Linked DNA regions of Sus scrofa: all the other regions are linked to region 3. The links are chromatin contacts, called in public Hi-C and HiChIP or PLAC-seq maps. All regions are on one chromosome and are shown on one strand. The core of a region is the stretch at or near the end of the contact, and the rest is flanking DNA. Distances in the headings are between cores, read along the strand shown. Region 1 overlaps THADA (thyroid adenoma-associated protein). Region 2 overlaps THADA (thyroid adenoma-associated protein). Region 3 overlaps THADA (thyroid adenoma-associated protein).

Region 1 (3,509 bases), core at 244-2,743, 84 kb after region 3:
CAGTCTCTCAGGTTTTCTTCTGAAGTTTGATTTTTAAAGTTTTACGTTTAGATCTGTGATCCACTTTGGGCTAATGTTCATGTATGTCATGAGATAAGGTTGAAGTTTTTCTTTTTTTTTTTTTTTCTTTGTCTTTTTAGGGCCTCACCCATGGCATATGGAGGTTCCTAGGCTAAGGGTCAGATTGGAGCTGCAGCTGCCAGCCTACGCCACAGCCACAGCAACGCAGGATCTGAGCCACATCTTCGACCTACACTACAGCTCTCAGCAACACCGGATCCTTAACCTACTGAGCAAGGCCAGGGATTAAACTTGTTAAACTTGCGTCCTAAGGGATGCTAGTCAGATTCATTTCCACTGAGCCACAATGGGAACTCCTGAAGTTCTTTTTGTTATTTTTCATATGAATATCCAATCGTTCTGACTCAGCAAGACCTCTGGGCTCTGGGTTCTCCCTGTCTGTGCCGGGAGGGAAGGTGCCCCTGCTTAGTAGTCTGGGGCAACTAGAAGTCTCACCTTATGTGTTGCTTTCTTCTCTCGGGGGCCATGGTCCTGGACTGCCCATGTCTGATGTTTAAAAACAATAATTTCACACGTTTGTCTAGTTTATAGCTGTTAGTTGTTTATGGCAAAGGGCAATTCCTATAGTGGTTAAACTTGCATGGGCTAAAAGAACTATCACCTTCATCACTTTGCTTTGAAACTTCTTGGTTCCTCAGTTGTAAAGTGGGGATGGTACCCTCAGAGCATTGGGGTAAAGGTCACCTGAAAGAAAGAGAAAAAAAAAAAAACTGTGAAAACCCCATGGAAAGTAACATTATAAGAAAGAAAAAATCTAGCATAGGAAGACAAGCAGGTATTAGGAAGTAAAATTGGTACCAAAACGAATGGTCGGTCATCTCATCAGAACTTCTGCTGGTCCCATGGCCAGCTACGCTTACTCCCAGGCTCTCCTCCAGTGCCCATCTGGCAGAATGTACTTGATGGCACACTAAACCGCATGCCAGTGCAACCAGATTCTGTTGGATTTGCCAGCTGTAGATTGTACCTTGTGGCGTCATTCCCACATTGATGTAGGCCAGTGGCACCAGAAACCTCTTCAGTCTTAGAGACTGTTTCTTCCAGAACTATAAACTGTAGCGCTGGCAAGACACTGAGATCAGCAGTCCTAGCCACTCATTACAGGTGCGTCGGCAGAGGTAAGCCCCACTTATTTAAAAGAATCTTCCCAGCCACTGAGACTCTCAAAAAGGTTTCACACCGTATCTCATTGCCGAAGGGCAAAAGGGAAGCCCCAGATCCTTTGTGGGGAAGAGGTTAAATGAAATGGGGGGGTGTCTAAGCTGTGATGATACAGAAGTTGCTGATTTCTCAATCTTGTCCTTGGGAGCAATTCGCTGACAAAGAACCCAAAGCAGTGTATGCTAAGAAGTAATTTTATGTTTGTGTCTTCGGGTTGTCATGTGTTTATCCACAAGTATTTCCTGACTTCCTCCCTGTGTTGGGCAGAGGCAAGGATGGGATGGTGGGTGGAGGCAAGAAGTGAAAACTGCTGGTCCCACCCAGGGCCTGGTGAGCTCATTTTTAGCCTACCCAAATCCCTTCAGAACTCTTCGGACTCCATCTCCCAAGCCACAGGGACTGTTGTTATTTTTGGGTTGACCAAGTAGTCTTCAAATAGTATTTTCAGAAGCTCATCCTCCTTCCTCAAGAGCAGATAAGGCGTTTGGTGCCTAAAAAAGTACTTGGAGAATCTGCTGGGGCAGGGGAAGGAGGGAGTGTTTTCAGAGGGATGTGTGTGTCGGGGCCATGCCCGTACGCAGGGCAGAAGGGGTTCAGAGACCCAGAAAGTAGGCAAGACGTAAACAGCCGGCACCCGTTCAGGGTGCTTCTCAAGACGGAGCGAGTCTCCAAACGCTTCCGCCAGGTCCTTCTCCTTGTCTGTGACTGGAAGGGCCCTTCAGGTCAGGATTACTGTTCACCAGGAGGAGCAGAGGATTAAGTAGAAGAATTGGAATTTCCCTTCGATAAGGAGAAGCCAAGATGTATTAAATCACTCGATTTGTGGTGTTGTTGTTGTTGTAGTTCCTATGGTTTCCTCTCCTCTCCAAACATAATTGTGTTTTTTTTTTATACTGAGAAATTGCATAACAGACCATTAACAGCACAGAGTGTACAAACTATCATCTCTGATTATTTTTAGAACCAGTTTATCAACTGGTCCAGATAAGAACATTTGTTGGGTCTGATTACCAGATCTCTCTGACCAGAGCTCCAGTTCTTTGAAATAGAAAAAGCTGACCGTCTCACTGTGCCTTAAAAGTAAAATCCACTTTGTATTCTCTCACTTTTTTTAAGGAGAGTAAAGGGGTGGGGGTGGGGGGGGCTTCTACAGACGTTTCCTGATCGAGCGGGATCGGAGAATTCCGAGTCATTACCATATGTGAGAGAGAAATTCATTCATTCATTCATTTGTCCGAAACTTCTACAGACGTTTCCTGATCTAGCGGGATCAGAGAATTCTGAGTCATTACCATATGCGAGAGAGAAATTCATTCATTTGTTCACTCAATCATTCAAGGAGACAGCACAGGAAAGGTAGAATCAAGAACCTGCCTCTGAGGCTCAATGGCAAGCGACCACCAGAGTGGCACGGTCCATACCCTGGCCATTTATACAGCGTCCCCAGTGTGGCAGTGAAACTGTTTTTTTCTGTTTGATTGGCCTCTTTCTAAGTAGAACAATTTTGCTGTGATTACTGGGGTTTTAGCTTCTCCCATAACGGTCTCTGCGGGGGCCAAGAAAACAGTGTCCCTCGGGGCCTGTACACCAACTCCCTCTGGCCCCATTAATTTTGGCCAGTTCAGCACAAAGCAATGAGGCTATCTTGGTTTGTGACATAACCAGCGAAGGCCAGGAACTGTATACTATTCAGGAGCCTCTTGGTTGAGCCCTAGATGAAGGGGTTGACATGATGAGGAGCCCTGATATACAAAAACAAACACCGTTCAGCACTAGAATTAGACACGTTCAGCACGGCAAGCTGTTTACACTCCAAGAAGCGCGGATGATCTCAGGTGGTCTGAGAAGTGTGGTCCCTGCATCAGCACATCAGCATCGCCCCAGAATTGGCTAGAGATGAGGTTGGGGGGCCCTGCCCTAGACATCCTGAGCCAGGAGCTCTGGAGGTGAGCGCACCAGCCTTTGAGAACCACTGGTCTGAGGTAACCACACAGCCACCCTCTGGGGATATGCTCAGTGCTTGGAATGTCAGATGAAACTGCCCTCGCTCTTTTAATTGTTATTTTTCAATCCCTTTCTCTCTGTTTGCTGAGTAAAGTTAAATTCACCTAAATGCTCTTGTGGTGAAACTCCACTGTATCCATAATTATGTGGTAATGATATCATCCACATTGTTTTCCAGAGTGCCCTTATTAAGGCTATTTAGATTAATATGCATCTTTTCAGATTATGTTGACTTTTTGAAAATCAAACTGGTATGAATAGCT
Region 2 (3,367 bases), core at 460-2,959, 74 kb before region 3:
ATTACCTTTCTTCTTATGTTGCTGTTTAACACACCATATGATGCCCATCTAATTAGGCATAAGCTCTGTGTTAGCAGTAAGTGTGTGTCTTCTATTTCTGGATGTTCTCTGTGGTGCTGGTATAGGGCCTTACACATTGTGGGGAAGTCAATACATGTTTATACCTGTCTACGCTGATTTGGCAAGGTAATTGAGGAAGCCCAGTATGCATTCAGGACATTTTTATGATACAGGAAAGCATCCTGACACATTGATTTGGAAATAGATGTGATTCATGCTTATTAATGATGGTTCTTTCTTCTTATTTTTATGAACCAGTTATCTCAGATAATCTTAGGGTTTAAAATTACATTATTAGGTTACTGGCATTGTGCGGGTAGTAGCATTTTAGATACGATATTAAATATTTTTCTGGCCATGTTAATAATGTGGGTTCTTTGAGTTAGGTCTTATATTTTCTCATAGGCAGATGACTACAGAAAATAGATGGAGAGAGCTGAGCTTTTTACTGGGGTATTATTCATCATCAGAAATGTTGTGGAAAAATTAACTTTTTTTTAAAGTGTTATTCGATGATATAAGCACAAAGAAATAAAACAGTTGGTGGTAATATTAGAAGTATGAAAAAAGCTGTGTTGTGTGGATGTGGTTAGACTATAGAGCTCAGTTTGAGAGGAAGTCATAGAGGGAATTACTACAAAGTTAGTGAAAATTGTCTTATTTTATGAATAGAGACCATATCTCCTTTAGCCCTCCACTAGGAAATTGGGTAATGATTTTGAATATCTAGTTTTAACATTGTAAATGTTGGTGTTATGCCATGAATATGTCTTAACCTTTATTGTATATACATTTTTACATTAGGTGAGAAATTCATCCACGCTTCTCTTCAGTACCTTGATCACAAGGATATTTGGAGTTAAAAAGGGAAAGGATGAACTTTCCAAAAAAAATAGGTAAGCTTCATCTAATGCTAACTTCCCTTTTTACAAAATATTGTCGTGGCCAAAAATAATTTTTGGAATTTCACTTACTTTTATAGATTCCTCTAGAGTATATAACTATAAAAACACTATAGTAAATTAATCTATGCTGCCAAGTTCTAAACCCTTGGGTAAAAATATCTACTGTTTAAATAAGTGGACCTTTCAGAGCAACAAAAATATAGCAAGGTAGCAAGGACTTGAAATGTAGAGCTCGTTTCCCAGTGCAACAGCTAAAGTTTTGTTGATTTGCATCTTCTTCGAGTATTCCCGAGATGTCTTAAATTGCTTTTTCTTGATATGTCATCAAGTACTGGCTCGTGCCATATTGTTGCTTTTATAGTAACTGGAAGTTTAAATGTTTATGATGTGCTCATCAGAACACGCCCCAGATTACATTGCATTAAGCTCTCACCAAGGTGAGCAGTTGCAAATGTTGGCCACACGGGATAAACAGTGCTTGTTTACTTTTAGGTCTTTGTTGTGTTTGTTCCCTAAGAGGTTTTTCTGTTAAGGTTTTTTTTTTTAAATGTCTGGAAAAAAACTTACTGAAACACTTTGATTATGAGGAATTTTTAGATACAATGCATAAGTTCTGTTTGGTGGTTTTTAAAGAGAAGCTTTGAATAGTTTCTTTAGTACTTAGGCTGGTTTTAATGGTAGTCTAGTGGCTTGCATGAGTTAACACTAGATGTCACTGTCGCTGCATGCTTAATTACTTTTAACTTCAGGATCTGATTTGGCCCAGTGGTCTTCCTCTGGATGAACTAGAGATAAATCAAGCTCCATTCCTCTCCTACCTAAAAAAGTGGATGATCGCACTTTTAATTTCAGTTTTAATCTGTTGTTTATTAAAATATGTATTCTTGGCAGTTCCTGTTGTGGTTCAGCAGTAATGAATCCAACCGATAACCATGAAGATGCTGGTTTGATCCTTGGCCTCACTTAGTGGGTTAAGGATCTGGCATTGCCATGAGCTGTGGTGGAGGTCACAGACGCAGCTTGGATCTGGCATGGCTGTGGCTGTGGTGTAAGCCAGCAGTCGCAGCTCTGATTCAACCCCTACCCTGGGATCTTCCATGCGCCACATTTGCAGCCCTAAAAAGCATATATATATATATATATATATATTCTTATGATGGAACTAGGTCTTAGGAATTAGAAAATATCATGAAATAATTTTGTAATACACTATAAGTAATTCTGGTGAAACCTTCTGGTAGTTCTGAATTGTCATTTAAATTGCTACATATCACCCTATAAAATTCAATAAATATTTAAATGGAAAGCAGTTGGCTATAAATGTGTGAATCCCTTGAGTATATTAAGGAAAGGCTAGAGAAGTTTTTTTTTTTTTCAGCTGAGTTGTATTTTTCATAACGATCACATTATTCCTTTGAAAGGATGATTAGTAAAAAGATGATTTTTACTATTTAGCTGATTCCTAAATAAATTCTTCCTGTCACTAGGTTGAAATCGCTGATATGTGTTTCTTTTTAGGTTTGTTTATTTTGTTAATAATTCAGTTGTGCTAAGGTTTAAAACAGTTTGGTCATATTATAATGTAAGGCCATGATAAGTAGTGTAAATAAAATACGGTATGAGGTTTATCAAGCAAGTGAAATTGATGTTTAAAGCTGAATTCAAAAAATGAAGAAATGCTTTTTTTCTCTTTTACTTTTTATGAAGAGAATGATTCTTGGATGTGTATACAAGTTTTACTATGTACAGGAGAAAATGATCAGATTCATTTTGCATAGGTTACATCTGAAACAGGGTGGAAGAGTAGCACATAAAAGCACATAGTCCTAGTCTCTTTGCCACAGCATGCTTATGGCAACCCCATTATAACTTCATTCCTCTCAAATAAGGAAGGTTACAAAATATATAGCTTTCCTAGAAAGAGGGAAATGGAATAGTCACGTAATTGTTTTGAGTAAAAGCTAAAAAGTGAAATGAAGGCATTAAGAAGTTAATTTTTTAATGTGATGAGCATCTTTGGTAAGAGTTTTTATTTCAGTAATCTGAAGGTTGGTATATCTCATTACATAGACAATGCTTTTATTCTCTGTTTAATCCTTAAAGGGTATATTTCTTGGCAGCATCCACTGGATTTGCTTTGCGAAACTTTGAGTGTCTTACACTTGCCATTATTTGTTATGGTTCTTTTAGCTGTAGTTTATTTAATTATGCCACTTTTGGTCAAAATGTTTATATACCTGTCCCCTACAATATTAACTCCCTGAGGGTGGAGCCTTTTCCTTCTAGTCTGTGTATATATGGTGGGCACTGTAAGAATGCTAGTGATAATGATGCCTTGTTGACTGGTTCCTCAACCACTGAATAACTAAACTCAGCTGATGACACCGCCTAGGTCAGTGGAG
Region 3 (3,461 bases), core at 562-3,061:
CCGCAACCCTCCATGGGCCAAAGCAAACATTTTACTGCGTTTGCCAATTACAGATCAAACATTTAATCGTTTTAAAAGAAAAGTAAGTGAGAAAATGGGTGAATTGGCAGAACCCAGTCAAAAACCATTGGGAGGAGTTCCCGTGTGGCTCAGCAGGTTAAGCATCTGACTAGTATCCCTGAGGATTTGGGTTCAGTCCCTGGCCTCGCTCAGTGGGTTAAAGATCTGGTGTTGCCATGAGCTGTGGTGTGGGTCACAGACCCGGCTCAGCTCCCAAGTTGCTGTGGCTGTGGTGTATGCTGGCAGCTGCAGCTCCGATTCCACCCCTAGCTTGGGAACCTCCATAAGATGTGGCCCTACAAAGAAAAAAAAAAAAATGGGGAAATCTCTAGCTGCCTACCATAGCCTTCGCCTTCAGTGACTTTCCTACCATGATGTAAGGGGAGCTCTTTTCCATCCTGAAAGTGTGTCCTGTTTGACCCATCCCATGACTGTCCCAGGAGGAAAGGACACAAGGCCTTGACTTCCCTTCACCTCTCTCTCTTCTCTCCCTACTTGCTCCAACCTGCCCTCTTCCCCATGATGAAATTCTGCTTGGATCATTACATTTGTACAGAAATTCTATCTGTACATTTATTATCATATTAAGATAAATGTCAGTGATAGCTCTGGAGTGTTAGAAACAACTCGGTCTTAGGGCTTTGTCTCTCCACATGCTAAGCCAAAATGCACCTAATGGCTCAGATCTTACTGGTAGTTTTTTTCTTGGACGACTGATTAACTTTGGAAAAAACAAGAGGCCATCTCTTTCCCCCACGGAGTCTGCTACCTTCTGAGCCTCCCCATTCTTGTCTTGGCATCTAAGGCACTTGTATAAGTTGAGTGAGTTTTTTTTTTTTTTTTTTTTTTTGTCTTTTTTGTCTTTTTGCCATTTCTAGGGCCGCTCCCGCGGCACATGGAGGTTCCCAGGCTAGGGGTTGAATCGGAGCTGTAGCCACCGGCCTATGCCAGAGCCACAGCAACGAGGGATCCGAGCTGCATCTGCAACCTACACCACAGCTCACGGCAACGCCGGATCCTTAACCCACTGAGCAAGGCCAGGGATCGAACCCCAAACCTCGTGGTTCCTAGTCGGATTCGATAACCACTGCGCCACGACGGGAACTCCCTTGAATAACTTTTTTTTGTTTTGTTTTGATTTTTGAGCCACACCCGTGGCATATGGAGGTTCCCAGGCTAGGGGTTGAATCGGAGCTGTCGCCGCTGGCCTACGCCACAGCCATAGCAACACAGGATCTAAACCGCTTCTGCAACTTACACCACAGCTTATGGCAACAGCAACACCAGATTCCCCCACCCACTGAGTGCGGGCAGGGATCGAGCCTGCATCATCCTGGATACACATCGGATTCCGTTTCTGCTGTGCCGCAGCGAGAACTCCCAAGTTCCTTTTTGTAATGGGATGAAAGATGGTGAAGTCTTGGGAGTTCTAGTCAAGAACTTATTTAAGCTGGGACTTAGCATATCGGGCTTTCCTTTCAAATAAAACTCCACCTGTGAAAGCTCTCAAGTGCCCACTTTCAACAAAAATGGTTGTGGACTCTCAGGTTCTGAGTGTTTACAAAAAAGGCAAGAGGCCCTAGGTGACCTGCCTTTCCAATGACCTTTGTCGAATCTCAAAATACCACTTCTCTGTGACTTTCACTTACTTAAGAACTGGCTTCTCATCAAGCTCTTTGGCTGTGAGTCAGCCCCAGAGGCAAGGATTTGGTAACTTGAGGGCCCACGTCTTATTCTCCTGGCAGTAAGTTCAGAGCGAGTACTCTACCGTTGGTGGCATGCCCCAGTCTGGCCTGACTTCTCAGCCTTAAGGTCCACTGTTATTCATGAGCCTCTGCTGAAATCAGACACGTTTACCTCGAGCATTTCCGACGCTGCTGTACGCAACTGTCCCTGCTTGAAATAGCTGCCTGGCCTCTCGTGGCTTCCTTGAATCACACTCGCTTTCCTGAGTTCCATCCTTCTCAACATGATCACCCACCGTTTCATCCTTCTGTAGCCATCACAGTAAGATCATTTGCCTGTCATTTTTAGTTGGCTTTTCTTTTTTTCTTTTTTTTTTTTCTTTTGTCTTTTGTCGTTTTTAGGGCTGCACCCATGGCATGTGGAGGTTCCCAGGCTAGGGGTCTAATGAGAGCTGTCGCCCTGGCCTACACCAGATCCACAGCAATGCCAGATCCACAGCTCACGGCAACGCTGGATCCTCAAACCACTGAGCAAGGCCAGGGACTGAACCCTCAACCTCATGGTTCCTAGTTAGATTCATCTCTGCAGCACCACCACGGGAACTCCTTAGTTGGCTTTTCAAATGTACTTCTCATCTTGTCAACCAGAGTATAGGCTCCTCAGAGACAACAGTGACAATCTTATTTCTCATGACACTTATCATAGCACATTTTTTCATTATGAGAGCCTAGAAAATAGCTGTTTGATTGTTAAGGAGCAGCTAGCTAGCTATCTTATTCCCAAATCCTATCTGTATTTTTCCCTGAGATAGAATCATAGATTATCAATGGTGTTTATGAGCAAAGCAAAGTCACCTGTAGAATTGACATTTTAAAAGTCATTTGGAGTAAGGAAAGTATGAAAAAACATCATTTGGAATGGGGAGCAACTCCTCCCCTCACCCTGCCCTTGGGTATTTCAGGCAGACTGAGACAGAACCTCAACACGTGCAAAGGTGCGGATGTGGAAGTGAGTGTTGAATGGCCTTGTGTTTTTATATCTTCCCAGATGTGGTTGTTCACCTGTTTACCGCTCCCGTGAAATGGCAGCTCGTGCCTTGGTCCCATTTGTTATGATGGACGAAATCCCTGCTACCATCCGAAGTCTGTTGGCCAAACTCCCTGACTGCACTGACCAATGTTTCCGGCAAAACCATATTCATGGGACACTTCTCCAGGTAAGGAAAGTCACTTTTTGTGACTTCTGTCAAACACTAATGAACTTTGGTACAGTTAGCAGGTGCAGATTTGATATGCTTTTAACTTTATCCATAGAACTTTTTTCTCTTGTTGAAAGAACAAGTATTTCTTGGGTGTGCTTTTTTCATTATTTGCAATGCAGTAGCAGATCGTCTTTTATATTGCAACCTAAGCTTTCTACAACATGCTTTTCCACTTGGTCTTCCTCTCTAAACCAGATGAAGTCTTTTTCATCGAGGATGCCTGCAGAACATTCTGGGCCACTCCCTGTTCAGGGTGAAGTTGTGAGTGTTCCTTGATACACATCAGGGAGGGTTTGCCCTGCAGCATGACACTGCAGTACATGAATTACCAAACCCTATTTTCCTGTTTTCTCTGTGCTACAGAGGAGACTTTTCTTTTGAATAAACACACAAATTTATTTATTGCTTTTAACTTAGCATTCCTCCTAGAAATGTTACAGCAGATGATTAAGAA

What was found. A called contact is a pair of places that touch in the nucleus more often than the background predicts. HiChIP or PLAC-seq counts read pairs in DNA pulled down with a chosen protein or histone mark.
Region 1: an H3K27ac HiChIP or PLAC-seq map of alveolar macrophages shows a contact between it and region 3. The contact joins two enhancer-like sites. A contact is called at or near these places in 5 of 47 Hi-C or Micro-C datasets (alveolar macrophages, liver, retroperitoneal adipose tissue and 1 more) and 2 of 2 datasets of contacts at active chromatin or transcription factors (alveolar macrophages and skeletal muscle).
Region 2: a Hi-C map of skeletal muscle shows a contact between it and region 3, with 2.8 times the contacts expected there. The contact joins two enhancer-like sites. A contact is called at or near these places in 6 of 47 Hi-C or Micro-C datasets (alveolar macrophages, embryonic fibroblasts, omental adipose tissue and 3 more) and 2 of 2 datasets of contacts at active chromatin or transcription factors (alveolar macrophages and skeletal muscle).

The regions. Positions count from the first base shown.
Region 1 is chr3:97,129,903-97,133,411 of Sscrofa11.1, forward strand. The region is part of intron 33 of THADA (thyroid adenoma-associated protein); the gene reads left to right. Among named protein-coding and RNA genes, the nearest start is that of ZFP36L2, 69 kb to the right of the region's middle. Within about 2 kb of position 1,494, at least 31 of the 83 cell types and tissues checked have an H3K27ac peak or open chromatin away from gene starts, as enhancers often do. A contact at or near this core is called in alveolar macrophages, retroperitoneal adipose tissue, skeletal muscle and 1 more, where this site is marked.
Region 2 is chr3:96,971,117-96,974,483 of Sscrofa11.1, forward strand. THADA (thyroid adenoma-associated protein) reads left to right here. Exons shown (of 40, transcript XM_021088406.1): 28 at 865-956. Among named protein-coding and RNA genes, the nearest start is that of THADA, 100 kb to the left of the region's middle. Within about 2 kb of position 1,710, at least 5 of the 83 cell types and tissues checked have an H3K27ac peak or open chromatin away from gene starts, as enhancers often do. A contact at or near this core is called in alveolar macrophages and skeletal muscle, where this site is marked.
Region 3 is chr3:97,045,135-97,048,595 of Sscrofa11.1, forward strand. It overlaps THADA (thyroid adenoma-associated protein), which reads left to right. Exons shown (of 40, transcript XM_021088406.1): 31 at 2,794-2,962. Among named protein-coding and RNA genes, the nearest start is that of ZFP36L2, 150 kb to the right of the region's middle. Within about 2 kb of position 1,812, at least 15 of the 83 cell types and tissues checked have an H3K27ac peak or open chromatin away from gene starts, as enhancers often do. A contact at or near this core is called in alveolar macrophages, retroperitoneal adipose tissue, skeletal muscle and 1 more, where this site is marked.